Linked DNA regions of Mus musculus: region 2 is linked to region 1. Evidence: chromatin contacts called from public Hi-C data. All regions are on one chromosome and are shown on one strand. Each heading gives the region's core, a stretch centred on a gene start, on an enhancer-like site or on the middle of the called end of the contact. The rest is flanking DNA. Distances are from core to core; before and after follow the strand shown.

The links. A called contact is a pair of places that touch in the nucleus more often than the background predicts.
Region 2: a contact with region 1 is called in a Hi-C map of bone marrow-derived macrophages, with 35 read pairs. The contact joins the promoter of 1600002D24Rik here to the enhancer-like site in region 1. A contact is called at or near these places in 1 of 15 datasets of contacts at CTCF or cohesin (the NIH/3T3 cell line), 22 of 484 Hi-C or Micro-C datasets (the 63-12 cell line, the AtT-20 cell line, B cells and 17 more), 5 of 115 datasets of contacts at active chromatin or transcription factors (the HPC-7 cell line, embryonic stem cells, epiblast stem cells and 2 more) and 2 of 9 other capture datasets (adipose tissue and liver).

Annotation. Positions count from the first base shown.
Region 1 is chr16:95,726,013-95,732,822 of GRCm38.p6, forward strand. No RefSeq gene overlaps it. Among named protein-coding and RNA genes, the nearest start is that of Ets2, 27 kb to the left of the region's middle. Within about 2 kb of position 3,084, at least 179 of the 459 cell types and tissues checked have an H3K27ac peak or open chromatin away from gene starts, as enhancers often do. A contact at or near this core is called in the 63-12 cell line, the AtT-20 cell line, B cells and 10 more, where this site is marked.
Region 2 is chr16:95,925,943-95,932,752 of GRCm38.p6, forward strand. It overlaps 1600002D24Rik (RIKEN cDNA 1600002D24 gene), which reads right to left and starts at 3,135. Exons shown (of 4, transcript NR_040484.1): 1 at 3,074-3,135. It overlaps Gm41508 (a long non-coding RNA gene), which reads left to right. Exons shown (of 3, transcript XR_876299.1): 2 at 5,265-5,446; 3 at 6,795-6,810.

The DNA of each region.
Region 1 (6,810 bases), core at 1,834-4,333:
CTACCTTGAGATTTCATTTACCCCAGTCAGAATGGCCAAGACCAGTAAAACAATTGACAGCATATGCTGGCAAAGATGGGGGGAGGGGAGGCTTATTCATTGTATAACCACTATGAAAATCAGTGCTGGAGGCTCCTCAAAAAGCTGAAAATCAATCGAACACAGTATGCAGCTATATTACTCTTGGCCACATACCCAAAATACTCTCTATCTTACTATAGAGATCCTCACTCATCTGTGTTTGTTGCTGCACTATTCGTAATAGCTGGAGACTGGAAACAACCTAGCTGTGCACCTCCTAATAAATAATAATGAAAATCTAGACTATTATATAATGAAATATTTTGCAACTGTTAATAAAAATGAAATTATGAAAAGTTCAGGCAAATGAGTAGAGCTAGAAAAAAAAAATCATCCTGGGTGAGGAAACCCAGAGGAAGACAAATTTTGCTTATTTCCTCTTATGTATGGATGCCATCTCTTAAGCTTTAGATATGTGTGCTTCAAATATCCATCGAGGTAGATAATAAGGGACTGGGGGCGGGATCTTCCAAGGAAGGGGAAAGAGACTGTAGTGCTATAAAGAGATACAGAAAACAATATTAGGAGGGTGAAATATGGAGGGGGGGGGGAGAAGGATGGATGAGAGAGTTGGGGGAGGGGTAACTAACACCAAAGGACTTCTGAAAAGTAATACAGAAACCTACTCTAAAAGCTTCCTAAAGTATACACATATATGAAAGGAATGTAAATGGAGTCACTGTGTAAGGGGCAAGACAATGCCTCAACTGCACATCCTATACTACTAAGTATAATCTCCAGCATCAGGAATGCCTTACATCACTGGAGAGAGCAGTCCATAAACAGGTCTGCCCTCACCCCCAATACCACAGGCTGTTGCAAATGCTATTGGTTGCTATCCACACATGATGGTAAGGCCCTATCGCTGAAGACACAGCTTACGTATGCCATCAACCATGAAGAAACTGAGATGCTGCCCAACTAGAGGCTTCACCAGGTCTGACCAGCAGACACAGTACCCGGAAGTTACTCTGTGCTCTACCAGAGGGGGAAAGCAGTCATCAGAACCAACCCTCAGCCTACAGCAATCAGGCGCTTGTCTGATAGACTGGTGCAGGTGTGGCACAAAGGTTATGGTAATAACCAAGCATTTTTTTTTTTTTTGCCAGATTTAAGACCTACTCCATGAGACAGAACATATAGGTGACTCTGAGGTTATATAGGTCATGGGCCTAGGAAAAGATCAATTACTGTTACTCTTCTAAAGGACATTAGCAATAAAATGTAGCTTAATGCTATACTCCTATGCCCACAGATGAAAGCATCTCTCAGCCCCTACCAGAGAAGCTTCTTGCAATAGATGAGAATTGACACAGAGACCCACAGCTAGATAACGTGCAGAGAAGATGTCTTTATCAAGCCCTGCCAGACCTCATCAAGGCTCAGGGACCTTTATGAAAGTGGAGGGGAAAGATTGGAAGAGCCAGAGGTATCAGATATAAAAGGATTGATAAAATAATAATAATAATAATAATAATAATAATAATAATAATAATAATAATAATAACTCACAGAGACTACAGTAGCATACCAAGACCTGCACAGGTTCAAACCAGACAAAATCTCAGCATGGAGGAAGGGAAGTGGACACAAAGTATCACCCCTAACTAAGAAACTATTTGCAATGGATACTTTCTGGTAGAAGGAAAAATCCATTGTCTCAAATGGCTATCCCTGGGAATACCACACTCCAAGGCAGGTCCCATGCCCAGGAGTAGTTAGCTAACACAAAACCAACTCCAGAAGTTTTGTTTGGGGGAAGGGGTCCGGCACACTATTGTTTTGTTTTGTTTGGACATTTTTTTTTGTCCTATTGACTTTTTTTTTTTAGGTTTATGTTTTAATTTTCAGTTTTTGGGTTTTGTTTTTGCCTTGAGAGACGCAAAGAACATGCAGTTGGGAAGGGATGGAAGTAGGAAGGATCTGAGAAGAATTTAAACAAGGGGAAAATATATGATCAAAATATACTGTATAATTTTTAAAATAAAATGTTATTTATTGGTGATGGCATTCCTTCTAGGCTCCACCCCACAGTTACCTGGCAACAGCCAGGTGTGCCTGACTCACTATAAAAGGGGCTGCTTGGCCCCTCCTCACTCTCTTCTTTCTTCTTCTCTTGCTCTCTTACCCTCTTCTTCCTCTGTTCCTTCTCTCCCCACTCTCTCCACTCCTCATGGCTAGCCTCTCCTCTCCTCTCCTCTCCTCTCCACTCCACTCCTCTCCTTTCCTCTCCTCTCCCCTCCCCTCCCCTCCCCTCCCCTCCCCTCCCCTCCCTTCCCCTCCCCTCCTCTCCTCTCCTCTCTTCCCCTCTTCTTCTTCTCCTTCTCCTTCTCCTCTTCCTCCTCTTCCTCCTCCTCCTCTTCCTCACCCTCCTTCTTCTTCTGTCTCTCTCTCTCCCTCCCTCCTTCCCTCCCTCCCTCCTTCCCTCCCTCCCTCCCTCCCTCCCTCCCTCCCTCCCTCCCCCAACTCCCCTCCTCATGCCCCAAATAAGCTCTATTATATACTATACTCATCCTGTGGCTGGTCCCTCAGGGGGAAGGGATGCCTCAGCATGGGCACTCAGAGGCACCCCCTTCCCCTGTACCATACCACTCATCCACCAAACATGCCTGGCTTCTCTCTCTCTCTCTCTCTCTCTCTCTCTCTCTCTCTCTCTCTCTCTCTCTCTCTCTAACACAACAGTTGTTATTTTTAAAAAGGAATCATCAACACTACTGCAGATGTCACACTAGGGCTCCTTCAGGCTCCCAGTTCCTCTATCCACAGCCCTTGGTTTGCATTTCAAATTACCCATGACCTTCAGATCTCTTCATCTGGGCCAGATGCTGATCTGTCAGCTCTCTCAGAGCAATACAGAAGGGTGAGACCCAAAAGCTTAGCCGGGGAAACCCCCGGTTATGAAAGCATGTTGTAACTCTTGGGCGGAGCTCAGTCATGTGAGTCCTGCCTGAAATATGACACTTGGGAAAGTCCATTTTTGGGCATAGCTGGTGTGATGACATCGTTGCAACTGGAACTGACATGGTTTTTGTTCTAGGCGCTATGAGTAACTGTCCCCTCCCTGTCTCCCGAAGCCATGTTCAGGTGGCACAATGGTTCAGGATTGCCAAAGCCAGTTCCCACAAGCTGTCTCCATGTGTCCAACTCTAATCTCTTCAGATGTAGAGCCAGGGTTCAGCATGTGATCACGTGGCACAGCACATCAGAAGCACGGGTTCGTGCAGTCCAGTGGACCAGAGAGAGGCAGGCTGGCTGGAAGACAGAACACGGAGGCTAAAAAAAAAAGCACATGAGACTTGGACTCTGAATAGAAAAGAACTACATGTTGGCTGTGGTCACCTTCACATGAACCTGGTGCTGAGAAATACCACCCACTTTGGGGTTGGATGCGGCTGTCCATATCATAAAGTAAGCACATAATTAATGGCTGCAACAGCCAGCACCATTTTCAAAGTTCACTTTCATCTGCCATTCCATTTATTCCTTGAGAGGTTGGTTTTACTACTCCCATTTTGCAGATGTGGGAATTGAGGCTTAGAGAGATAAAACTCCTGCACCAGAGGGGCTGGATCCTGATCCATCAGTGTAGCTCCTGACTTGCTATGCCTGATGTGTATGGGAGCTAAGACTTCAGTCCTTGGAACGTGCACATGATATATACATGTGAGCACACACCAAATGCACACACATGCACACACATGAGAAAACACCCTGCTGCTTTCACATTAGCTGTTTCTTTTAGTCCACCCTCCCACATCTTGTAAGCATTAACTCCGTGGGGCTGGCATCCAGGGCCACACATTGGCAGCATTTATTTTATTATTGCTCTGCAAGCTGTTGTGTGACGTGAGGATGTCACCAGTTTTGTTCCTTTTGGGAAAATAAGCATCATCCACCCCCAGCTCCTTCCCTGCTGTGTGGACATAGACACGGCGTCCGTGCATCATCTACCCTGCCTGGCTCTTCACCCCAGCCTCCACTTGCTGCACAGGAAAGTGGTGCTCCTGTGTCCACATTCTCCTGTTCATAAGATAACAGCAGCCTACCTTAGTGCACCACGGAGACCTAATCCTAATCCAGGTGCCTCTGTAAAGTCTCTGCTGTCTCTGAACCCAGCCCCACCTTGAGGTTCTAGGGCTGGAAGTGAATGGACGACTCTGAGAGAAATCTGAGAGGGTTCTTCAACTCATGTCCTCAACACTGATCAGATTCATGATAGCTTCAGTACCCTGAGTGGTATCTGTGCTCTTGGAACTATCTTAAGCGTTAAAAATATTACAGACACAGAGAGAGGCTCTTACTATAAAGAGTAAACAAGGGGTGAGATTTATATCGCCAAGGGTAGAGACAAAGTAAAATCAGATCAAATGCTCAAATGAAGAGAGGATTGAAATGCAGCCTAGTGGTAGAGCACTTATCTGAGCTTGTGCAAGCCTCTGGGTCCCAAACTAGCACAGGGAAGGAAGAAAAGGAGGAGAAAAAGGAGGAGGGAGGGGGAGAGGGGGGAGGGAGGGGAAAGGGGGGAGGGGAAGGCAGGGAGAGGGAAGAAAAGGAAGGGGGGATGGAGGAGAGGAGAGGGCAAGGAAAGGGAACAAATAGGACTGGGGGAAGGAAGAGGAGGGTGAGGAGGGGGAAGAGAGGGAAGGGGAAAGGAGGGGGAGAGAAGGGGGGAGGAGAAGGTAGACTGGAAGGGAGGGAGAAGGAGGAGAGGAAGGGCCAGATAAAAAGAACAGTTTTTATTTTAAGATTAATTTTATGTTTTACCTGCATGCATGCATGTATACCATGTGTATGCCTAGTGCCCTGGAAAGAAGAGCAACTCGAGTCCCCTGGAGTTACACATGACTTAGAGATGCTGTGTGGGTTCTGGGAACAGAACCCAGGTCCTCTGCAAAGGCAGTGCACGGTCTTAGCTCCTAAGCCATCTCTCTAGCATCAAGAATGGTAGAATATTTTTTTTAAGAGGACATAGACAACTGGTAAATAGGAAACAATACAGCATTAGCAACTCAGATATATCTAAACATTAGGCAAACATGGGCAGAGGAATCCCCCAAAAGGAGTCATCCCTGTGACCCTCACAGGAGGATCAGAGGGGACTTCACTAAGAATGAGCTTTGCTGCCTCACCAGCCTTGGGTGAGCCGAGTCTGACAGAGAACACCCCTGCTAGGGCCTGCTAGAGTTTGGGTGGACGGTGCCTGGGAATGACTGTGTCCCCTGCACTGAGCTGTTTCCACATTCCCAGTATACTCCAAGGACCGTGCTGCTGGTAACTGTGTCTTAAGAGGAACACAGCTAGGGACACTGGCTGTCCTCCTGTCTTTCAGCCCAAGAGAGGGCTGGCCCTGGTAACTAGGTACCTGCTTGCCTTAGAGATGGAATATTCTACAGGGTTCTGAGCAGGTGGCTGGTCTGGAGAGTTCCAGTTAAAGGAAGCAGAGATGTGGAGCCTCTGAATTTAGGAGGCCTGTGGCCATAAAATGTCTCTTCTGTGCTCTTAGAGTGACTGTGAGTGATCCTGTGAGTGGTGATGGCTCAGGCATTTTCCCACAGCAACTGTCTCTCCTGTATCCCAGAATATCTGTGGGTGATGATACTGATGACCATTGGGCCAGGGTTGTACAGCTGAGAAGGAAGAGGAGGAGGAGAAAGAAGAGGAGGAGGAGGAGGAAGAAGAAAAGGAAAAGGAGGAAGAGAAAGAGGAGAAGGAGGAGGAGGAGGAGGAGGAGAAGGAGGAGGAGAAGGAGGAGAAGGAGGAGGAGGAGGAGGAGGAGAAGGAGGAGGAGGAGAAGGAGGAGGAGAAGGAGGAGGAGAAGGAGGAGGAGGATGAGGAGAAGGAGAAAAAGGAGGAAAAGGAGGAGGAGGAGGGGGGGAGGGGGAGGAGGAAAAGGGGGGGAGGAGGAGGGAGCTTAGCAAGAAGTGTTCTGCCCTCCAGAGTGTCTACAGAAAGGAATCAGAACACAAGAGGAAGGGCAGGAGCCAGGAAAGTTCCAATTCACTGTAGATAGCAACAGGTCTCTGGTTTCCCTTAACAAACATCTCAGAGGTCCTCCCTGAAGGACTGTGAAGGCATTCTGGGAAAACAACAGAAAGGCATGGCCAGTCTCCCCTACTTTCCCAACTGGTGTTGCAAAATACATCATAAAAGCATCAAAGAGTAAGGGGAGAATAATGCGTGGTTTGGGTAAAAATAGCAATGTTGACAGAAATCCTAGACATGCAACTCAGCTAGAATATACAAGAAGGAAGAGTTCACAAGCAAATGATCAAAGGGGCCTTGAAGGAAACTGCAGACTCCCCACATCTGCAGGGACTAGGGCAGGAAGGGCATCTCTGCCCTGAGGGAAAGCTCTGGACAACTGGTCCCATCTTTGTCTGTCTTAGTTACTTCCCCTTTGCTGTGGTAAAATGCTCTGACCAAAGCAACTTAAGGGAGAAAGGGCTTATTCTGGCCATGGTTCAAGGGCACAATCCTTCACAGTGCAGAAGGAAAGGCAGCAGAAGCCTGAATGAGCTGGCCCTGCTATATCCACAGCTGAGAACTAAACTCATGTAACCAGCTTACAGTGTTACTCATTGACACACTCCAGGATCCCCTCAGGAAATGGCCTCAGCCACAATTAAGATGGATACAAATCAGTGAACACATTCAAGATCATCCTTACAGGCATATCCACAGGCTCATCTCCTAGGTGATCCTGGGTCTCATCAAATTGACAGTTAACAC
Region 2 (6,810 bases), core at 1,885-4,384, 200 kb after region 1:
CCTGTGTACCACAAGATAAATAACCTTCACCACACACCCCTACCCCTAGGGTCCTGCCTCACAGAGACATAGCCAAGTGACCATGGACTGAACCATGAGCTGGTTGTTTTCATGTTGTTTTCAAGTAGTAACAAAGGTGTTGGTTACAACACCATAAAGAATAACTACAGCATTCAGTGACTAGGGCTGGAGATGGGGACCAGTGGGTCATTGGAGCTCACCCAGCTCCCATAAATCCCTACGTTTGACTCTGAGCATCCCATGAGCTCAGGTGGGATGACACACACCTGTAATCCCAGCACTCAAGAGACTGAGGCACAAAGACCAAGAGCTCAAAGTCACCCTCAGTTGTGTAACAAATTCAAAGCCAACCTAAAAACCATGAGACCTTGTCTCAAAGAAGGAAAGTCATTCAGGGGACAGAAGCCAGAATTACTAACTCTGAACCTGACACTGTTCTGGATGGCATAGGCTGACCTGTCCTGTCCCCTAAAACACATACATGCTCATCTTAAACATGCCACCTCAGATAGTGAAGTTATTTGGAGTTAAGGTGAATTGAAGCCATTGGAGAGATTTCCTAACCACTGTGACAGGTGTTGCTACAGGAAAATAAGAATATGGCTCTCAGGGGTGACCTCATTAGGAAAAGGCAGCCTAGCAGGCAAGGAGAGCCCGCCTTGAGAACCCAGCCCCGCCACACCTGGACCATGGTCTCTGGCCTGCAGGGCTATGAGACAGAAAGTATGCTTAAGCCCCAGACCGAAGGCTCATTGAGACTGGAGCACTGGGTTCCTTCACATGGTACAGTTCCTGGTCCGTGTGCCAATTTTGTGCATGTCGTTGTTATGACCTTTTGTAATGAAAACAATAAAGCCTTTTAAAAAGGAGTTCATCGGCCTGCCCAGTGCACACATTCAGCTAATATTCAAGCCAGGGTGAAGCTGGAGACTGCTCTGCAGCAAAGGCTGCCTGCTAGGTCAGAGGCCAGGGATAAGGGGAACTCCCCTCCCACAGGGGATCCAAAGCCTTCAACACGTCCTTTTTTTCTACCCTGAGCCCAGAAGAGAGATCAGAACCCCCTAACCTTGCCCAAGAGGTTTTTCTTTGAAGGTTGAGGGCCAGAAAGAAGGTTGCAGTGGTGACATCACTGAGACGGTCTCAGTGGGCAAAGTGCTTGCTGCCCAAGCATGAGGACCCGAGTTCACATCCCCAACACCTATATAAAAGTGCTAGCTGCAGCACGCAGCATGTATCTGCAATCCCAGAATCCCTAGAGCCTGCTGGCCAGCCAGTCTAATCAATAAGCTCAGGATCAGTGAGGGACTGAGTCTCAAGAAATAAGGTGACGTGTGACTGAGGGAAAACACAAAAGGCACACATGTGCCCATGTGCACACACACAAACATGGGGACACATGTACAGCACATACATGTGCTCACACACATGTAGATAGAATAAGGGATTGTAGGCTGGAGAACGAACTCAGCAGTTAAGAGTGCTTGTTCAATTCCCAGCACCCATCTGGGAGCTCACAACTCTCTGCAACTCCAGTAAAATGAGCGTGTGTGTGTGTGTGTGTGTGTGTGTGTGTATGTGTGTGTGTATGTGTATGTATATGTGTGTGTATGTGGGGGGTGAGTATGTCTGTTTGTGTCTGTGTGTGTATGTGTGTGTCTATGTGTCTGTCTGTCTGTGTGTGTGTATGTGGGAGTGGGTATGTCTCTGTGTGTCTATGTGTGTGTGTCTATGTGTGTGTGTGTCTATGTGTGTGTGTGTCTATGTGTGTGTGTCTATGTGTGTGTGTCTATGTGTGTGTGTGTCTATATGTGTGTGTTTCTTGTGTGTGTGTGTGTGTGTGTGTGTGTGTGTGTGAAAGAGGCTCAGTGGGACATGTGTAGTCACTGGATCTGCATACTCTACATTTTTTGTTAGAAATTAGCAGGTTTTAGCTTTTTTTTTTTTTTAAAGGTAGCTAATTTAATTTTCTGAGCAGAATACACACAGAAGTAAAAAGCATCAAGCGTACATTTCGCAGACAGAAACCCAGGCTCAGAAAGTCTGCTCCACTGTGCTTCAGATCTGTAAACCAGGGCTGACAGCTCTGGCCCAGGTGTCACGTCCATGGGAGGTCAACATTAACTCCACTACAATTTTAATATAATGAAAAGGCAGGTTGTATTGAAATAATGATAGGATAAAAAACCAAACATGACAAGGTGCCCTAATAAATAATAAGACCATCTACGCAGGTTGGTTCCCTACCCAAGCCATCAGCAGTGCATTTGAGTGGCTAGGAGTCTTGAGTATATTTTTCCTTTAATTAATCCATATTTTCTAAGGTGAGCTGACATGAATCATTTTACAACAGTTACTTTCTTAAAGTAAAACTAGAAGTATCCCATCACTGAAGGGAGAAGTTTCCTTCAGTTGCATGGCCCATGCCTGATGAATGAGCTCTCGTCTAGGCTCCTGTAGGCAAGCAACCCTAACAAAACTCACTGGGCCACCAAAACAAACAAGGAAGAGTCAGAAACGTAGTGGGTGGGGAAGAGGAGAGGGTCAGGAGGAGGAGGGAGTGGTAATGGAGGTCAAGATAAGCAGAATATGTTATATACATGCATCAGTGTGGCACCATGGAGCCCGTAATTATACATAACTAATAGATTCTAGTGAAACAGTTTAATCCCCTCATTGCACATAACCCCATGGACTCCCTAGAAAGTGCAAATTAGAAACCCAACACAGGTCGACAGTTCAGCCCCAGTGAAGGATCTGGTATTTGAAGTGTGGCCTTTGACCAAATACAGCAAACAAGATCTACAACTTTGCTTCTCTCCAACCGCAGGCCGGGGGCTGGCTGAGCGAGTCCCTGACCCTGCCACAGTTGCACAATGTAAACATTCAGACTGGGAAGCATGGGGGGCGGGGGTGAAGTGGGACAGGTGAAACAGGAGCCAGCTCTCTCAGTCCCTCTGTCCCTCATCCTCTCTCTCTCTCTCTCTCCGGAGTTCCTATGAGAAGACAGACATGTGTAGTGGTGAAACCAAAGGAAAGTGAAGCAGCCGTCTACCTGCCTGGTCTTCTGTGTAGCAACACGAGGTTTCTTCCCAGAATGGCCTGAATGTGTAGAGCAAACGGGAGGAGTTACGGAAGCCTGTGAGACTTTCTGAGAAAGCAAAACCTGCTCGTGCAGGCACAGACGTTGACGTTTGTGTTCCTTGAGGCTTTAAGTCCAGCACAGGTGCTGGGACCTCAGGGAGGCCTTCTCATAGCGTGCCAAGGAGAGAGACTGCGTGTAATGGTGTCTAACTCACAGCCCTTCCCCAAGGCTTGTCCATTAAGCCTTGGTCCCTACCACATGATGCTACTGGGAAGCTCCTGGTGCATAAGAAGTTAAGGCTCTGGGTGTGTCTTAAAGGAGAACGGGGACCCTGGCTCATTTTACCTCTCTCTCTTCCCAGCTGCCCTGAGGGATGCAATCCCTCCCATGTACACCTACCATGATACTTCCTGCAAACCACAGGACTCAAGCAACATGAACTACAAGCCTTTTATAGTTGATTGCTTGAGAAACTTTGTTATCCTGCCGAAAGCTGACCAACAGCAGGCACACTTAATATTCTTCTGTTGCTGTATTTGGCTGTGGCCAAAAACTCTTCAGGAAGGCAGGCCTTGTTTTAGCTCATGGCTCCAGAAGGACAGAATCCTCATGGCAGGGAAGGGCAGTCAGCAAGCGGGAAGATAGCTGGTTGCATTTTTCATCCATACAAAGGAAACAGAGAAAGGGGAACAGGAAGTGGGGTGAGAGACTATAAACCATCGAAGCCTGGCCCCAGTAACACACTTCCTCCAGAAGGCTCCCTCTCCTCCAGGTTCCATCATCTCCACAGGCAGCGGCTCCTGCAGGGGACTGAGTGTTCAGGCAATGAGCCTGTGGGAGACATGTCTTGTTCAGATCACCACAGTGTACAGGAGGGTGAAGTGGTGTGAGCCAAGGAGCTCTGTTCTGACAGCCCACTGTTGAAATAACCCACAGACTTCCTGGGGAGCATTAATCCATCACCGAGGGTGGAGCCCTCCCAGCAGAACCACCTCCTAAAGGTCACACGCTGTTGCCATGGCACCTAAATCCCTTTCTGAACATTGGGGCACTGGAGACCAGTGAGTACGACAGTGGCCTGACGGCGTCTTTGGCAAAGATGCTCTGTTTCTGTGTCCCGACATGAGCCACGGAAGCCACAAAACAGATCTGACAGATCTGCAGGAGGTGGGACCCACCTGACAGGTGCAGCAGGCTGCCTGCTTCTCCTCGCCACACCTGGCTCCTTCCCACTAACCATGAGGGAACTCTGGTGTCGTAGTTAGGGTTTACCGCTGTGAACAGACCCCACGACCAAGGCAACTCTTACAAGAACAACATTTAATTGGGGCTGGCTTACGGGTTCAGAGGTTCAGTCCAGTATCATCAAGGTGGGAGAAGAGCAGCATCCAGGCAGGCATAGGGCTCGAGGAGCTGAGAGTTCTACCTCTTGTTCTGAAGGCAAACAGAATACCACTTCCAGGCAACTAAGATGAGGGTCTCAAAGCTCACCCTCACAATGACACATCTACTCCAACAAGGCCACACACTTAGTAATAGTGCCATTCCCTGGGCCAAGCATATTCAAACCATCACATCGGGCATTCCCAAGGGATGCAGAACAGCTTGAGTGAAGGAAAGCATGTACCATGTTATTTTGACATACACACACAGACACACACATACATATATATATATATATACACACACATACATATATACACACAGAGAGACACACATATACAGACACACACAGACACACACATACATATATACACACACACAGACACACATATACAGACACACACATATACATATATACACACACAGAGACACACATATACAGACACACAGATACACATACAGACACACACATACATATATACACACACACAGACACACATATGCATATACATATACACACGCACATACATATATACACACACAGAGACACGCATATACAGACACAGACACACACATACACAGATACACATACAGACACACACCCTATCACTCACATGGAGCAGCATGGATATGTCCAGTCTGCAGCTGAGTACAACTTGATTATAGCCCAACATTAAATCCTAAACTGTTTAAAACATGATGGTTTTTCCCGTTGTTTTGTTTGTTTGTTTGTTTGGCTGGTTGGGGATTTTTGTAACTCAGTTTCATGATTCTTCAGGATGGACTTCATAGACGGACTTTGTAGACGACAATGTCGAATCGCGGTGTCAGAGGCTGAACAGCTGGATCCTGTGTGGAAAATGCCCAGCCTCTGCTCTGAGAGCCCTGTGCGCCAGAGTGGAAGAGACCCTGACTGAAGATATACCCACAGGACATGGCACCCCAGTTCAGAAGAATCAGGTAACAGAAATGTAGGCCAACATGAAGGACATCACCCAACATAGCCACAGCCTTCTGTAAGTCACACAGAGGCAGGCCAACCATAGATGTCTGGTCTGGGTGGCTGCAAGGCTCAGCCACTGAGCCAGGCTCTAGGGATCATCAAGAAACCCAGTGAGACCAGCTCTGGGCCATAGAACCCGGATGGCCTCCACCGTTCTCCTTCAGTCTATTAAAAGCCTCGAGTCCCCTGCCACATCCTGATTCTCATTCAGAAAGCAGATTGACCTCGGGCACACGCCTTATTTCCCTAGGTTGTGTCTGCTTTTTTCTTGAATGGAATTGTTAGGTTGTTTGTTTCGGTTCCTCTTTGCGGATACCAAGGAAGCCGTGTTCCCCTTTTCCTGGTACTAGAAGTGCGTCAGTTTGAGTAATAGCAAGTTAAAATAGTGAGGACTCAGGGGCGGCTTTGCGGCTGGACTGTCGGGCATCTGAGGGAGGTACCTCTCATTGGTTTGTTTGTTTGTTTGTTTGTTTGTTCTATATTCTTGCCAACTATCCCAGGGTGTGTCTCTAAGCAGATGTGTGTCTGGCAGGACATAACAAGAACAGCAGAGATGGAAGGCTAATGTATCCTTGCCTGAAGGAATTCATGAGTCTCACTTCTGGGATACAGAAGTGCGAGGGATACAAAGTCACCATCAATGGCAGGGTGGGGTCCAAGGCCACAGAGAGCACTGTGTCTTACCAGGCTGCTCAGGGCCTAGCTCTTGAACCAGGGCTCTTTCGTGGTTCAAAGTAGATTAGAGCTGGGGAGACAGTTCAGTGGTTAAACCATTTGTGCATAAGCAGCAGGCTTGAGTGTAGATCCCAGAACTGACATAAATGCCAGGTGGGTTTGATGGCCCGTGTGTAAAACCAGTGTAAGCATGTCCACGCGTGCACATGTGTACATGTGCACACACATACATGTGCATACCAAAAATGCAGACACATGAAAAGAATAAAAGAAAGGAAGAAACTATCTACCACACACAGGCCTGCTTCCCCATGCCCAGTGTGATCACAGGCCTGCTTCCCCATGTGCCCAGTTTATGCAGTACCGTTAATCAAACCCAGGGCCTCATCAGGCTTAGAGGACCTGTCAACCAAGCTGCATCTCTGACCACCTGCTATCTTTTAAAGGTAATTATCTTTCATTTAAGAGTGCAAACTTAAGGCAAAGTCAGGTTTGGGAAGATTTGCCACTGTTCGTGAGCTTCTTATATATTTTGAATTTAACCCTTTGTCTCCAGGGTAGCTTGTACATATTTGCTCCTCTTTTCCTCCCTCTGTGGACTCTTTTCTCCACTCCCATTTGCAATAACAGGGGAGACACTACATCA